2 separate regions of the Bos taurus genome follow, and region 2 is linked to region 1. Evidence: chromatin contacts called from public Hi-C data. All regions are on one chromosome and are shown on one strand. Each heading gives the region's core, a stretch centred on a gene start, on an enhancer-like site or on the middle of the called end of the contact. The rest is flanking DNA. Distances are from core to core; before and after follow the strand shown. Region 1 holds the start of RBM17 (RNA binding motif protein 17). Region 2 has its middle 13 kb from the start of IL15RA.

The links. A called contact is a pair of places that touch in the nucleus more often than the background predicts.
Region 2: a Hi-C map of skeletal muscle shows a contact between it and region 1, with 5 times the contacts expected there. The contact joins the enhancer-like site here to the promoter of RBM17 in region 1. A contact is called at or near these places in 2 of 11 Hi-C or Micro-C datasets (liver and skeletal muscle).

What each region holds. Positions count from the first base shown.
Region 1 is chr13:17,419,149-17,426,389 of ARS-UCD2.0, forward strand. RBM17 (RNA binding motif protein 17) reads right to left here and starts at 4,300. Exons shown (of 12, transcript NM_001101083.1): 1 at 4,188-4,300.
Region 2 is chr13:17,501,332-17,508,572 of ARS-UCD2.0, forward strand. No RefSeq gene overlaps it. Among named protein-coding and RNA genes, the nearest start is that of IL15RA, 13 kb to the right of the region's middle. Within about 2 kb of position 2,975, at least 13 of the 102 cell types and tissues checked have an H3K27ac peak or open chromatin away from gene starts, as enhancers often do. A contact at or near this core is called in skeletal muscle, where this site is marked.

The DNA.
Region 1 (7,241 bases), core at 3,050-5,549:
ATGCCAACCCACTCCAGTACGCTTGCCTGGAAAATTCCATGGACAGAGGAGCCTGGAGGGCTACAGTCCATGGAGCTGCAAAAGAGTCGGCCATGACTGAGTGACTTCACTCGCTCACTCATAGAGCCTGTAGACTCCAGGACTGGGTCACCTCAGGCCAAACAACTAACAGGAAGGGAGCACAGCCCCATCCATAGACAGACAACTGGAGTCAAGTTTTACTGAGCATGACCCCATCCACTTGAGCAAGACCCAGCATTCCCACAGCCAGTCCCTCCCATCAGGAAGCTTGCACAGCCTCTTATCCTCATCCACCAGAGAGCAGATAGAAGAAATAAGAACTACAATCCCAGAAGCCTCCAAAACTAATACTACAATCACAGAAAGCTAACCAAGAGGAAAAGAAATAGGATTCTGTCCCAGATGAAGGATCAAGATAAATCCCCAGAAAAACTAGAGCAAGTGGAGATAGGTAACCTCCCAGAAAAAGAATTCAGAATAATGATACTGAAGATGACCCAGGATCTCAGAAAAAGAATGGAGGGGACACAAGAAATGTTTACCAAAGACCGAGAAGAATTTAAGAACAAATAAATAGAGCTGAATTAACACACTAGAAGGAATCCATAGGAGAATAACTGAGGCAGAAGAATGGATAAATGACCTGGAAGACAGAATGGTGGAAATCACTGCTGCAGAACAGAATATAGAAAAAAGAAGGAAAAGAAACGAAGGCAGCCTAAGAGACCTCTGAGAAAACATTAAACAGAGCAATATTTGCCTTCTAGGGGGTCCCAGAAGGAGAAGAGAGAAACCACCTGAGAAAATATCTGAAGAGATAATAGCTGAAAACTTCCCTAACATGGGAAGGGAAATAATCAACCAAGTCTAGGAAGCACAGAGTCCCATGCGGGACACAAATAATGGTCTCAATGGAAATCAAGTAACCAAATGCCCACTAAACTGAAGGGAAAAGACCAACTTATTTATTTTTGCATTTCCAATTTCTGGCAAAGAGGAGGCATTCAATAAACATTTTTAAATATCAACAATTAAATAAATTCTTTTTTAGCCACATGAATCAGCAGTGAAACTACACAACGCCCACAGGCTCCACTAGGAAGTAAAGAGGAAACAAAAGCTTCTGAGGTGGATGGTAGTAATGGGCACACAACACATTTAAAAATAGTTCAAATAACAAATTTTATGTTATGTATATTTTACCACAATCAAAATTTTTAAAAAAACTAGGTAAAAGGGAGAGGAGCAGCAGCACTAGGCAAGGCAGTGTGAGCTAACAGGATGCTGGATGTCCCCCTAGGGACGGAGTGAACATGATGCAAACATTTTCCCTATTTCAGGGCTACACGCTCAAGCAATGCAGAGGCGCTCTACCTCCAACAGAGTGCTTTCAGCCAAGAGCCCAACTCCTAAGACTTCGTCACCCAACTGGCGAGGCTCCATGCCATCACACTTCCTCCAACCCCAGTCTACCTGAAGCTAGTTGTTGACAATGGCACCTGATTCGCCTCCGTCTGCTTCCAAAGTCATTGTACAGCAAAATCTTATGTTCATTTAAAGTTCCCCGTTTCTGTTCTCAAAACCTTCAAAAACATAGCTTAAATATCAGAAACTGATGCCCCCTTACTAGCATCTGCTAGCTTTCTGTACCTCGGAGCTTACACATCAGATCTCCTCATCACAGTAAAGGCAGAAGAGCTCTCTTCAGAGATCTTCAAATTCATAGAACTGGACGGACCACAGCAACGACACGCTCTACCCACCTGCACTTGTAAGACTTGCTTTAATGAACTACTATAATGCAACAAGCACCAGTGAGACAAGAGACCACCCTCCACCCGTATGGTCCCCATCCCATCCCATCCACCCAAGTGATCTCCCTGGCCCAGCAGCAGCCTGAACTCCATTCTAATTCCCTCCTTTCCTCCTTTTATATAACCTTACCAACACAGCTTGTTGCATCCATTCCTTAAAAAGTATATGTATCTTCACTTTAGCTGCCTCGAGTACTTGTAAATATGTCACAGTTGATTCGTGCATCCTCTCTGCGGCAAACACTGAAAACAACAAGTGCACTAACAAGACTCTGTTATGACCTGAACTGCACCTCATTAACGCTCAGATGTCTTTCAGATGATACAACACATTTACTTCATGAAGTCTGGTGACAGGTAATAGAAACGGAGCACTTTCTAACATTTGGATATATCTTAGGAAGCCAGGACCAAATGGAAATACAAACAGTTGATTTTCATAACCTCTTTAAAATACCACCTCACTATTGACTTCGTTTTCATAATAACATCAGCCTTTGATCAACACATCTTCCAGGTATGCTCCTTTTTCTTTCACTTAAAAAGAAACACGGTAAACACAGCTCTTCTGGAAGAATGATGACTTTTCAAGATTCTACCCAAGCTAAAGAAGTATTTTTTTAAAACACGTGCAACTGGCAAAAAAGAACGTGGAAGACATCTTCTCAGGAGCACCCCACGTGCTCATCTTTTAAGTACATCTCTGAAGCCTTTGCTAACAACAACCCTCACATAAAACCAGCTACCCCCTGAACACACTCACATCATGTTAGGCTCCACTGGGTGACATGTCTGTCTCTTACTATATCATAAAGCCCTCAGAGGCAACAAGGGCTGTTTCTGTCTTCATCTTTATATCTCCAACTGAGCACCTTGCTTGGGACATTGTTAAGCACTTTTAAAATATTTTCTAAATACATCAGTGAGTTGTCAGTCAGCACACAACACATTTTTTAGTATATACCATTTGCTTTATTTCTTCTAAAAATAAAACACCCACAGTTTAAGTTACTAATGTAATATCCCATATCGCCTAAATATCCTCACTATAAAAAATGCCTGTGGCCCTTAACTCACAGAACTGTGGAAACTGAATTGCATCCTTTAAAAACTCCACCTGGTGAAGAGAGACGCAGTCCGCACCTACCTGAGAATGTGCAGAATTTTGCCCTCCCCCAGAATATCCTATTTCCCACCCACTTGCCTGCTTCCCTGGTGGCTCAGACGTTAAAGCGTCTGCCTCCAATGCTGGAGACCCCGGTTCGATCCCTGGGTCGGGAAGATCCCCTGCAGAAGGAAATGGTAACCCACTCCAGTGTTCTTGCCTGGAGAATCCCATGGACGGAGAAGCCTGGTGGGCTATAGTCCACGGGGTCGCAGAGTCGGACACGACTGAGCGACTTCACTGTACACTCTACTGCCTGCCTCTAGGAATAAGCACCTCCCAGGGCCCTCCTTCATTGATTTCTCAGAGAACCGTCTTGATCCGACCTGACTACCCATGTTCACACTTCTATCTGCCTTTCCTGCAGTTTCCAGAATACACTAAGGTGCTTCACCTTTGCTACCTTTACACTTATTTCCTCTGCAGGGAAGCTTTCCCCCATCCTGCACATCTAACAAAACACCCCCAAGACTCAGTTACACGCCTCACTCCTTTGCAAGCCTTTCCAGACCGACCGAGGCGTGGCTTTTTACACTTGTTTCTCTGGAAACTAAACTCACGGGAGCATACACACAAAATCTTACTGATCTAACTTATCTGCTGTTCCTAAACATGACCGGGGCAAAAGGAAACGCTCAAGCAAAAAAAAAAAAAAAAAAACGCTTGGTGACTGGATATCGAAGCTAAAATATCGCTTCCGAGGCAGTGCCGGAGCCTCGTCCAGGTACAACCCCTGTCTCTGAGGAATGGCCAGAGGGAGGAAACGGATTCCTTCCTCGGCGTCCCTGGCCCCGGCCACAGACTGTTCAGACCTTCCTACCGGGTTCAAGGGACCAAGAGCTGTTCCCGGACAGACGGACAGCGAGAGGGAGGGAAAGGCGCCCTCGGGTCCAGGAGACACAAGGACAGAGCAAACAGACGAGGAAGAAAAAGAGTAGAGAAGGGGTGCGAGGGCCCGACAAACCGAGGCACATAAAGGAAGGAGGCAGCAGGGAGCGAGAGAAGATGGGGAGGCTTACCAGCGGCCAGGCCGCCAGGCGCGGGGCAGCCAGCGGCGCGGGGCAGGTCAGGGACCTCCGCCCCTCGCGGTGCGGCCTAAAGCCGCGGCCTCACCTGCCGCGACGCCCGGCCGAGGAGGCGCGCCGGCCCCGGCCCCCGCCCGCCCACCGGCCCCAGAGACCACTTACCCGGCCCCCCCGGCCGACGCTCCCGGGCCGCGGCGGCGCACCGAGGCCGACGCGCCGCCGACACCGCGGGCTGGGCGCTCGGCGTCAGCCCCCGACGGCAGCACCGCTCCGGCGCCAACCCCTACGCAGACTCCGCGGGACGCGCGGCGGCGCGGGGTCACGGCGCGTACGGCCGGAAGAGAGGCGCCCGGCGCCTGCGTTGAGGGCGCCCCTGCTGCCGCGCGCCCCCTGCCGGCCGGAGGACCGAGCCCGCAGAGCCCAGAAACTTCCTCTGCCGCCAAGAGGGGTCGCGATGGCACAAGGTTGTGACGCTACACACCCCGGGAGCCTGGCATTGACCTCGGGCGGAGAGGACAACTGGTCCAGGGCTGCAAAGGTTGGCTTCATGGGGAACACATGTACACCCGTGGCGGGTTCATGTCAATGTATGGCAAAACCAATACAATATTGTAAAGTAATTAGCCTCCAATTAAAATAAATAAATTTATATTAAAAAAAAACTGTTCATCATCAGTGTGCACAAAGCTAAAGATAAATCATAGTAGGAGAGATGAATGGGCAAAAGGCTGTAAAAGACAAGACCAGGAGTGCTGAATTAACTGTGTGAAGTGAAAGTCGCTCAGTCATGTCTGACCCTTTGAGACCCCATGGACTATACAGTCCATGGAATTCTCCAGGCCAGAATACTGGAGTGGGTAGCCTTTCCCTTCTCCAGGGGATCCTCCCAACCCAGGGATCAAACCTGCATCTCCTGCATTGTAGGCAGATTCTTTACCAGCTGAGCCACAAGGCAAGCCCAAGAATTCTGGAGTGGGTAGCCTTTCCCTTCTCCAGGAGATCTTTCCAACCCAGGGATCGAACCCAGGTCTCCCACATTGCAGGCAGATTCTTTCCCAGCTGAGTCACAAGGGAAGGGCTGAGGAAATCATGGATGTGAAGTTAGGGTTACAGAATACATGTTATATACATATACATACATGTATACATACAAGGTACATGTTATAAAGCCTCACGATTTCAAAACGATAGGACAAAATTTGGGAAGAAAGAGAAAATAGGATTCTGTGTCAATGCGATTTTCTCATCTATATTTGAAATCGTATACAACCTGTATAGATCCCTGTCCTTTGAAGTAAAAGACTTTTGCTTAGTCTCCCAGGCCTCCCCGAGTCTCAAAAGGCTGACTCAAGAGTTAATGATTGGGAAATGTGAAGATGTAAAGAAGCTATTGAGCCAGGAAACTGGTAACAATTTACACTATAAACCCGCCAGAGCAGAATCACCCACTTCCCAGGGCCCTGAACGATAAAGGTCTGACACACATTCCTAGGTTTTTTTTACAGGAAGCAGCCTCTGCCAGATGAGAACTGCTGACTGCAAGCATGTAGACTAAACTGGCTGAACCAGAAGGTTGAAGATGCTTGAAACTTCACCTTGATGCCAACCAGTCTGAGAACTGTGCAGGAGCTGATCAGGCCCCTGCAGCCCCTTCCCTCACCCTGCCTTTAAAACCTCTTCCCTCAAAGCTATCAGATTCAGGTCCTCTGAGTGTGAGCTGCCGCTTCTCCTTGCTAGATGCCTGCAATAAGTGCTAGGCTTCTCTTCGTCACGACTGGTTTTACTGCTTGTGGGCAAGTGGACTCAGCTTTGGTTCAATAACATGAAATGAAAATGAAAAGAAGTCGCTCAGTTGTGTCCGACTCTTTGCTTCCCCATGGACTGTAGCCTACCAGGTTCCTCCGTCCATGGGATTTTCCAGGCAAGAATACTGGCGTGGGTTGCCATTTCCTTCTCCAGGAGATCTTCCTGACCCAGGGATTGAACCTGGGTCTCCCGCATTGTAGGCAGATGCTTTACCATCTGAGCCACCAGGGAAGCTCATTCAATAACATATTTGGGGGTAAAAACATTTTAATTTGATAAATCAAATAGTCTACACTTAAATATGCACTTTAGTACAAAGGGACATATGAAGAAAGAATATAATTAAAAACTGAGGGTTAAGAAAACAGAGGAGAAGGGACAAAAGAAGGAAATAGTGCAGGGAGTTGGTAGTTAACATAAAGAAATAGGTGGTTAAGGATATCGTGTGGCATTCTGATTATCATTAACCCAGAACTAAAATACAAACCTTTCAAATTCTCAAGACGCATGCACACAACAGCAGCAAGTCACATAAAATCACTCAGTGAAATATTTGAAAAAACTGAAAAACAGAAATCATAACAAAACAATAAGACAGAACTAAGACCACACATCTATGTGAATCAACATAAACTAAAAAAGAAAAATGGAAGAAAGCACAAAAATACAAAATATGGAATAAGGGGAATAAACTCCAGATACAAAGGAAAGTAAAATTAGCTTAAGAGATGACTTTGTTCAGATTTATCATACTAAATAATATAATAATTTATTATTTATTTATTTATTATTTTATTTATATATATATCAGAGCTGTATATTATCACCCTACTTATTTAACTTATATGCAGAGCACATCATGCGAAATGCCAGGCTGGATGAATCACAATCTGGTATCAAGATTGCTGGGAGAACTATCAACAATCTCGGATACACAGATGATGTCACTTTAATGGCAGAAAGTGAAAAAGAACCAAACGGACTCTTGATGAAGGCGAAAGAGGAGAGTGAAAAAGCTGGCTTAAGACTCAACATTCAGAGAACAGTAGGACCAGATGATGGCATCCGGTCCTGCCACTTCATGGCAAATAGATGGGGAAATGTGGAAACAGTGTCAGATTTCATTTGGGGGGGCTCCAAAATCAATGTGGACAGTGACTGCAGCCACGAAATTAAAAGATGCTTGTTCCTTGAAAGAAAAGCAATGACAAACCTAGACAGAATATTTAAAAAGCAGAGACATCACTGCTGACAAAGGTCTGCATAGTCAAAGCTATGGTTTTTCCAGTAGTCTTGTATGGATGTGACAGTTGGACCATAAAGCAAGGTTAGCGTGTAGAACTGATGCTTTCAAACTGTGGTGCTGGAGAAGACTCTTGAGAGTCCCTTGGACTGCAAGGGGATCAAACC
Region 2 (7,241 bases), core at 1,725-4,224, 81 kb after region 1:
CAAGGCAAATCAGGTACGTATGTGTACACACACACATGGGCATGCACACACCTGTGTGCAATGGAATATTACTCAGCCGTAAAAATAATGAAATGATGCCATTTTGAGCAACATGGATAGATCTAGAGATGATCATACTAAGCAAAGTAAGTCCGACTGAGAGAGACAAATATTGTATGATATCACTCATACGTGGAGTCTAAAAAGATACGAGTGATCTTATTAATAAAACAATATGTTTTGACATACTGTTTTATATGACAGACATAGAAAACAAACTTATGGTTACCAAAGGGGAAGTGGGGAGGGATAAATTAGGAGTTTGGGATTAACATATAAATACTACTATATAGAAAAATAATTAACAAGGACCTACTGTATGGCACAGAGGACTCTACTCAAAAATCTTATAATAACCTATAATGGAAGAGAATGTAAAAGAAGAACATTTATATATATATATACTTGAAACTAACAGAACATTGTAAATCAACTATATTTCAATAAAATTTTTTTAAAAAAGAAATGCAAATCAAAACCACAGTGAGATGGTTCTACCCAGTAAGATGACTTTAAGGAGAAAAGAAAAGAAATAACAAATGTTGACAAGAATATGGAGAAATAGGAACCCTCATACATTGCTGGTGGGAATGCCAAATGGTGCCGCCATGGTGGTAGTAGTTTCTGAAAAAGTTAAACATGGAATGACCACATGGCTCAGCAGTTTCACTCCTGGGTATATTACCCAGGGGTGAAGAAAACCCATGTGCACACAGAAACTGGTATAAGACTATTTATAACAGCATCTCAGCCAAACACTCAAGAGATGGAAACAACCCAAACGCCCCCCAGTGGATGAGTGGGTAAGCAAACCGTGATCTCTGCACACTGCAATACGGCTCAGGCACAGAAAGGAATGAGGCCTTCAAGAAAGGCTGCCATGTAGATGAGCCTAAAGAACATGACGCTAAGTGGAGGAGGCCAGACATAAAATGTCACGTGCTGTGTGATTCCCTTTGTACAAAATGTCCAGAAGAGGCAGCTCCAAGGAGACTGAAGCAAACTACTGCTCACCAGGGCTGGCGTGAGTGGTTGCTTAACGGGTACAGGGTAGTAAATCTTCCCAGGTGATGCAGTGCTAAAGACCCCGCCTGCCAATGCAGGACTGTACGAGACTGTAGGGAAGATCTGCTGGAGAAGGGAATGGCTACCCACCCCAGCATTCTTGCCTGGAGAATCTCCATGGACAGAGGAGCCTGGTGGGCTACATAGAGCACACGGACATGACTGAGTGACTAAACAACCACAAAACAGCCCAAAGACGGGCATGTCTCAGACCCCATTTAAGAAAAAATCTGAAGGGAAACCTAGAGAAAACCCAGGGAAAATCAGGGGGAAAAAACAACTACACCACAGGCAGTTTCACCCTCTGACATCCCAGGCATTGTAAGCATTAAACACAGCCTAATTCCTACATCAACATACAAAGCCTCCCACCAAAGGCCTACTCACCTCAGCTCCTGCTACCTGGGACATCATATCCAGCTCTCAACAGAAAAGTGCAAGCATGCTAGGGAATTCCCTGGTGGTTCAGTAGTGAAGACTCAATGCTTTCCCTGCTAAGGGCCCTGGTTCGATCCCTGGTCAGAGAACTAAGATCCCACAAGACAAGCAGTGGAGAAAAAAAATAAATTACAAGGCAAGCTAAAAGGCAGAAAGTACAGTTTGAACAGACAGAGCCAGCGTCAGAACCAAACACAGACATGGCAGAGATGCTGGGATTACCAGGTTGGGAATTTAAAACAACTGTGGAAGATAAGTCATTCTAACAGAGATTGCTGTGTGACTCCCTAAATCCATCTTTCCCTTAGCCCCAGGTTTTAGGGGGACACAGTCCTCTCCCAGCTGAGGATTACATTTGCCAGCCTCCCTTGGGCTTCAGTGCGTCCTGTGACTAAGCTCTGCCCCAGGAGACGTGAGTGTGGTAAAGCAAGCAGTCTCTAGGATGCGCCCTTGAAGAGAACTGGTATGTCCCGCCCCTCCTTCACCTCCTCCGCTGGCCGGCAGATGGCCTTGGTGGTGGGAGTCAGACCAGGAGTGGGATCAAAACGGAAATAACACCAAAGGAGCCAGGATGTCTGGCATGGCGGGGCCATGCCAGGACTGCTTATACTTGTACTGGATGTGAGACAGAAATAACCTCCCCTGGGGGCAGATTGGGAGTTTGGAATGGACATGTTCACACTACTGTATATAAGATCGATCAACAAGGACCTACTACATAGCATAGGGGACTCTACACAATACTCTGTAACAACCTCAATGGGAAAAGAGTTTGAAAAAGAATAGATACATGTATATGTATAACTGAATTACTTTCTGTACATCTGAAACGTATGCAACACTGTTAATCAATTATGCTCAAATATAAAATAAAATTTTTGAAAAATAAAATGCAGATGTAACATTTATAACAGTTTCTCTTGCATCTCCTGCATTGGTAGGCAGATTCTTTACCACTGAGCCACCTGGGAAGCCCTTTTAACAGTCACAACTGCCAAAAAGAAAGAAAGGAATACTCTCCTTTTTAGGCCATTGTGATGTCTGCCCTTGTTAGAACAGCTATATCAACGCCCCACAACATCCACCCCTACCAATATCAGAGACAGACATGCCTCGCCCCCAACTTTGGCTGATATGGTCTTATCAGTATCCAAATATTTTCAGTGGGAAATGAGACAAGAATGATCGTGCAACATTTAAACAGACTTTCAAGTAAGTACATGTTTGCTGTTCATAAATATTATCTAAAAAATTTCTCCCTCCAGGAGGTAAACAAGTTCATCCAAGGAAACAGCATTGACACTCCGTGCTCATGTGACTACTTCCTTACTAATCTTCAGAGAATGACTGCAGTTAGTCTGCAGTGTCCCTGAAGGCTTTCCAAAAATGTGGGCTCACATGGGGATGTTCCAGGCAGACAGTCCTTTCTGGCTAAGCTAGGAATCAGAAAGAGGGAGGGCTGAGATTTGCAGAGCCAATCCCCTTGTTACTCCATTCCTCCTGTGAAAGAGTGCAGTGCAAAATGTACGTCTTTTTCTTTCTACAGTAGTAAATTATCCTACTTACATAAGTTATCCTAATGCTACGAGGGTAGGATAACAGAGTATACCATCTGGAAAAAAAATAGGCTAAGAACTACCTTCAAGCAGTCAGGCAAGACGGATGGCTACTAATTTCCATTAGTAGAGTCGGAAGAGAGAAGCTGGCTTAAGTCCTTTAGATTACCTTGAAAGAACAGACCCCAATATGAGAAGTTATAAACTATCTGAAATCTTCAGTGGAGTGCTTCACAGCCACGGGATTAACTGAGAAAGTAAACACCGCTCATCAGCAAGGGAGTAGAAGATGCAGCCGCAGATAGGTGATGACTTCTGTCCTTGCACGCCCGGGTCTCTGCTGTGAGGGGCTGTGTCTTTGCAGCTTCCCACTTGCTCCTGCCCTGGCTGTGGGCTAGGTGGCCTTCGGGAAGTCCAAGGAAGAGTTTGGAAGGCCGATGAAGAAAGAGAAGCCATAATCCTTCCTTTCAGCTTCTTGTGGCCTCTCCGTCAGTGAGGGGTGGCTGTGGGCTCCAACAGCCTTTGGCAGCCCCGGTACAGTCAGCAGTGGTTGACTGCCATTACAGGCTCCAAAACAGTTCTGCAATTACAGCAGCACTTATTTCAACCGCAGCAACAGTTTCCGTCAGAATCAGCCGAAAGTCTGCTTATGTAATCCCACCTCTTCCCTGTGTTCCTGATGGCTTCCCTGGAGTGGCTCAGACCTTGAATCTGCCTGCAATGTGGGAGACCTGGGTTCAATACCTGGGTCAGGAAGATCCCCTGGAGAAGGGAATGGCAACCCACCCCAGTATTCTTGCCTGGAGAATTCCATGAAAGAGGAACCTGGTGGGCTACAGTCCACGGGGTCGCAAAGAGTCAGACATGACGGACTAAGTGACTAACATTTTGCTTCCTGAAATAAAAACCTCTCCTACTTTGCTCCTTTAGTTTATTTAATGCAACCAGATCCTTGTATTAAATAAGCTCTGCTTAGGTTTCCATTTCAGGCTAAGATGGGGAAATAGGAACTGAATTTACCCTCATGCCTGAAACAACCAAAAATGGGAGACAACAAAATGAGATAACAAGATTTTTTAAAGACTTTTTAAAAAAAATGTGGACCATTTAAAAGTGTTTATTGAATTTGTTATGATACCGCATCTCTTGTTTATCTTTTTTGTCCCTGAGGCATGTGGGATCTTAGCTTCCCAACCAGGGACCGAACCTACACCCACTTCTCTGGAAGGCAAAGTCTTAACCACTGGACCACCAGGGAAGCCCAACAATGGTTTTCAAGACGTCGGATGTGCTGCAGTGAAGGATACCGATCCCTGAGGGGTGAGAAACAGACAGGAGAGCCTACGCTGGCCCAGCTTACGAGTTACATTTCAGGCCAGGCATGGGGAGGAGATGCAGCTGAGTGTCCAGAGAGAGCCCAGGCCTCATGGTTCACAGGGAAGAGGACCCAGGAGAGAGCAGCACTGAGAGGACTCGGAGACCAGCAGGTTCTGGAGAGACTGCGCCACGGCCCTTCCTCTCACGGGAGTGCCAGCCATCGGCTGTGTGTGAGGGACTGCTCAGGCCAGGAAAAGGGCCCCCTGAGGAAGTGGGGCGGCAACACTCAGCACACGAGAGGTCACGGACAGTGCCCGCTCCCACCAGCCTGAGACCCGGGAGGTCGTGGACAGTGCCCGGTCCCACCAGTTGGAGACCTGGGAGGTCGTGGACAGTGCCCGGTCCCACCAGTTGGAGACCTGGGAGGTCGTGGACAATGCCCGGTCCCACCAGCCTGGAGACCTGGGAGGTCATGGACAATGCCCGCTCCCACTAGCCAGCCTAAAGCTCTCTGGATTCCGTAACTCATGAGGCACTGGGTAGAGTGCTCAGAGGGGCCACACCTCAGCATTGGGGAATAACAACCTCCAGGCTACAAGCTGTGTAAATCCTTCCTGACACACCTTAAAAGCGAGATCCAAAAGGATCAAAGCGTATCCATGCATTTCACTGCACTCTGGAACTAAGCTCGAGATTGTTTACAGGAATGCAGAAAAACATCCAGCAGCCAACTAGATAAAATCCACAAACCAGTCAGGATGTACGGGCCATGCAAGCAAGCAGGAGTACATGACTCACAATGAGTAAAGGTCAATCGATCAAAACCAAAGCCGGTGACCCATTAGAACGTTAACAGTAACTGCATTCCATCTGTTTAAAAAAGAAAAAGGAGGACTTCCCTGGTGGTCCACTGGCTAGGAATCTGCCTGCCAATGCAGGGGACACGGGTTCGATCCCTGATCCGGGAAGATTCCACATGGCGTGGAGCAAATAAAGCCTGTGTGCCTGGAGCCTGCACTTGGCAACAGGAGAAGCCGCTGCAATGAGAAGCCCGCGCACCCAACTAGAGTAGCTCCCTCTCGCTGCACGCAACTAGAGAAAAGCCCAACCACAGCAGCAAACACCCAGCACAGTCAAAATTAATTAACTAATTTTAAAAGATTTTTTTAAAAGCTAGAGGAAAGATTATATATGTTAAGTGGAGACATGGAAGATGGGCAGGGAGGGGCAGAGTAAGGGTTAAAAGGGCTTTTGTGTGACTGTGGGTTTACAGGTGCGGACATATCAAAACCTATCCAACCGTATGCTTCAAATATTAACCCCCTCCAATAACATGCTTTCTGAAAAATTCACCTCTGTTTGAAGTTCCTGGTGGGGTGGCAGGGTTTGGGAGGTTCGAGGGGAGACTGGCGTCTGAATGAAATGTCTTCTGGCCTCACCAGCCTGCAGGTTCAGATGAAGCCAGGCTACTGGGGATAAACCATAATGCCTTGTTCTTGCTCCATCTGCTAGAGCTGGACTTCAACCCCGCACACACCCACGGCATATGCGCACACACACGCTGACACGCACACACCGTTTCCCTCAGACACCTTTGGGGATCCCCAGGATCTGGCTGTCAGGACTGCATTTACACTAAAACAAGTTCTGTGCACCCTGGAATCTCACCTGGAGTCTCTGTGAACCCCAAGTTCTCAGCTCACACCTAAATAGCTTTTCAGGTTCTCATCCACAGCCAGGGGGCCAGACCACTGGGACAGCCTCAGACAGGCACCAGCCTGTCCTCTCTTCCCCCGTGGGCTTGTCCCCGGGGCCCACTCCTCCAAAACTGCAAATAGACTCCTGCTTACTGTCCCTAGAGGTGCAGCAGGCATGCCCCGAGAGGGGTGGATTTCACTGGTGAACTCAAGGGCACGGGACATCCAGTCTACAGAGATCAGGACCACGGTGCTAAAACCTCTTCTAGGGCCTCTGGAGTTTCAGCTTCCTGTGTATTCATTTTACAAATATGGAGCACCACTCTCTAGGGAAAACCAGACAGACAGCTTCATAGCCGGTATGCAAGGATCCTACATAAAGGAGGACGTTTTGACTGTGTTAGAAATGAAAGGACTAGTCTGTGTTCTGCACCCCTGCAACCACCAACGCTGGGACTCATGAAAACAAAGTCACCAGATGCTAATCTGGTTCAAGGAAACTCCACCAACTGCGTGGGACAAAAAAGGAGGGGGATCTCGGGACAACCGGGAGAGCGTGTTTCCTTCCCTATGCCCATTGCCTCCCCAGCCCGTGGGGAAGAGGAGAGGGCAGGGGAGGGGCGAGCTCAGAGCCCACCGTCCCCTGCTCTGGGGCGGGTGGGAGGTTCTGACACAGGCACTGTTAAACTGAGACTCAGGAGAGACCTGGGCAACTGCGGAGGGACAGGGGACGGCAAAGACCCTGGTGATCTTTTCATGATGCATAACATGTATCAAACATCTTTAGGGTACGTAATTTTTATATGTCAAAGAACATCAACAAAGCTGTTAAAAAAAAAAAAAACAAAAAGAGCCTAGGGGAGTCTGACTGTTTTGGGATGGGCAGCCAGGACACTAATCTTGCGCTCCTAGAAGTGGGAAAGCCGGGGAGCTGTCAGAGATGGCCCAAGTTCTGAGCTCCCCTCGGGGCAAATGAGGCCCGAACAGAATCCAAACGTTCCCAGGTGCCCGGTGCACCGCAGGCAGGGACTGCACACTCTCCAGGCCTCAGCGAGGAAGGAGCCTGGGTGCAGGCAGGGAGCTGAGGCTCAGGATGTCAGCGGATCTC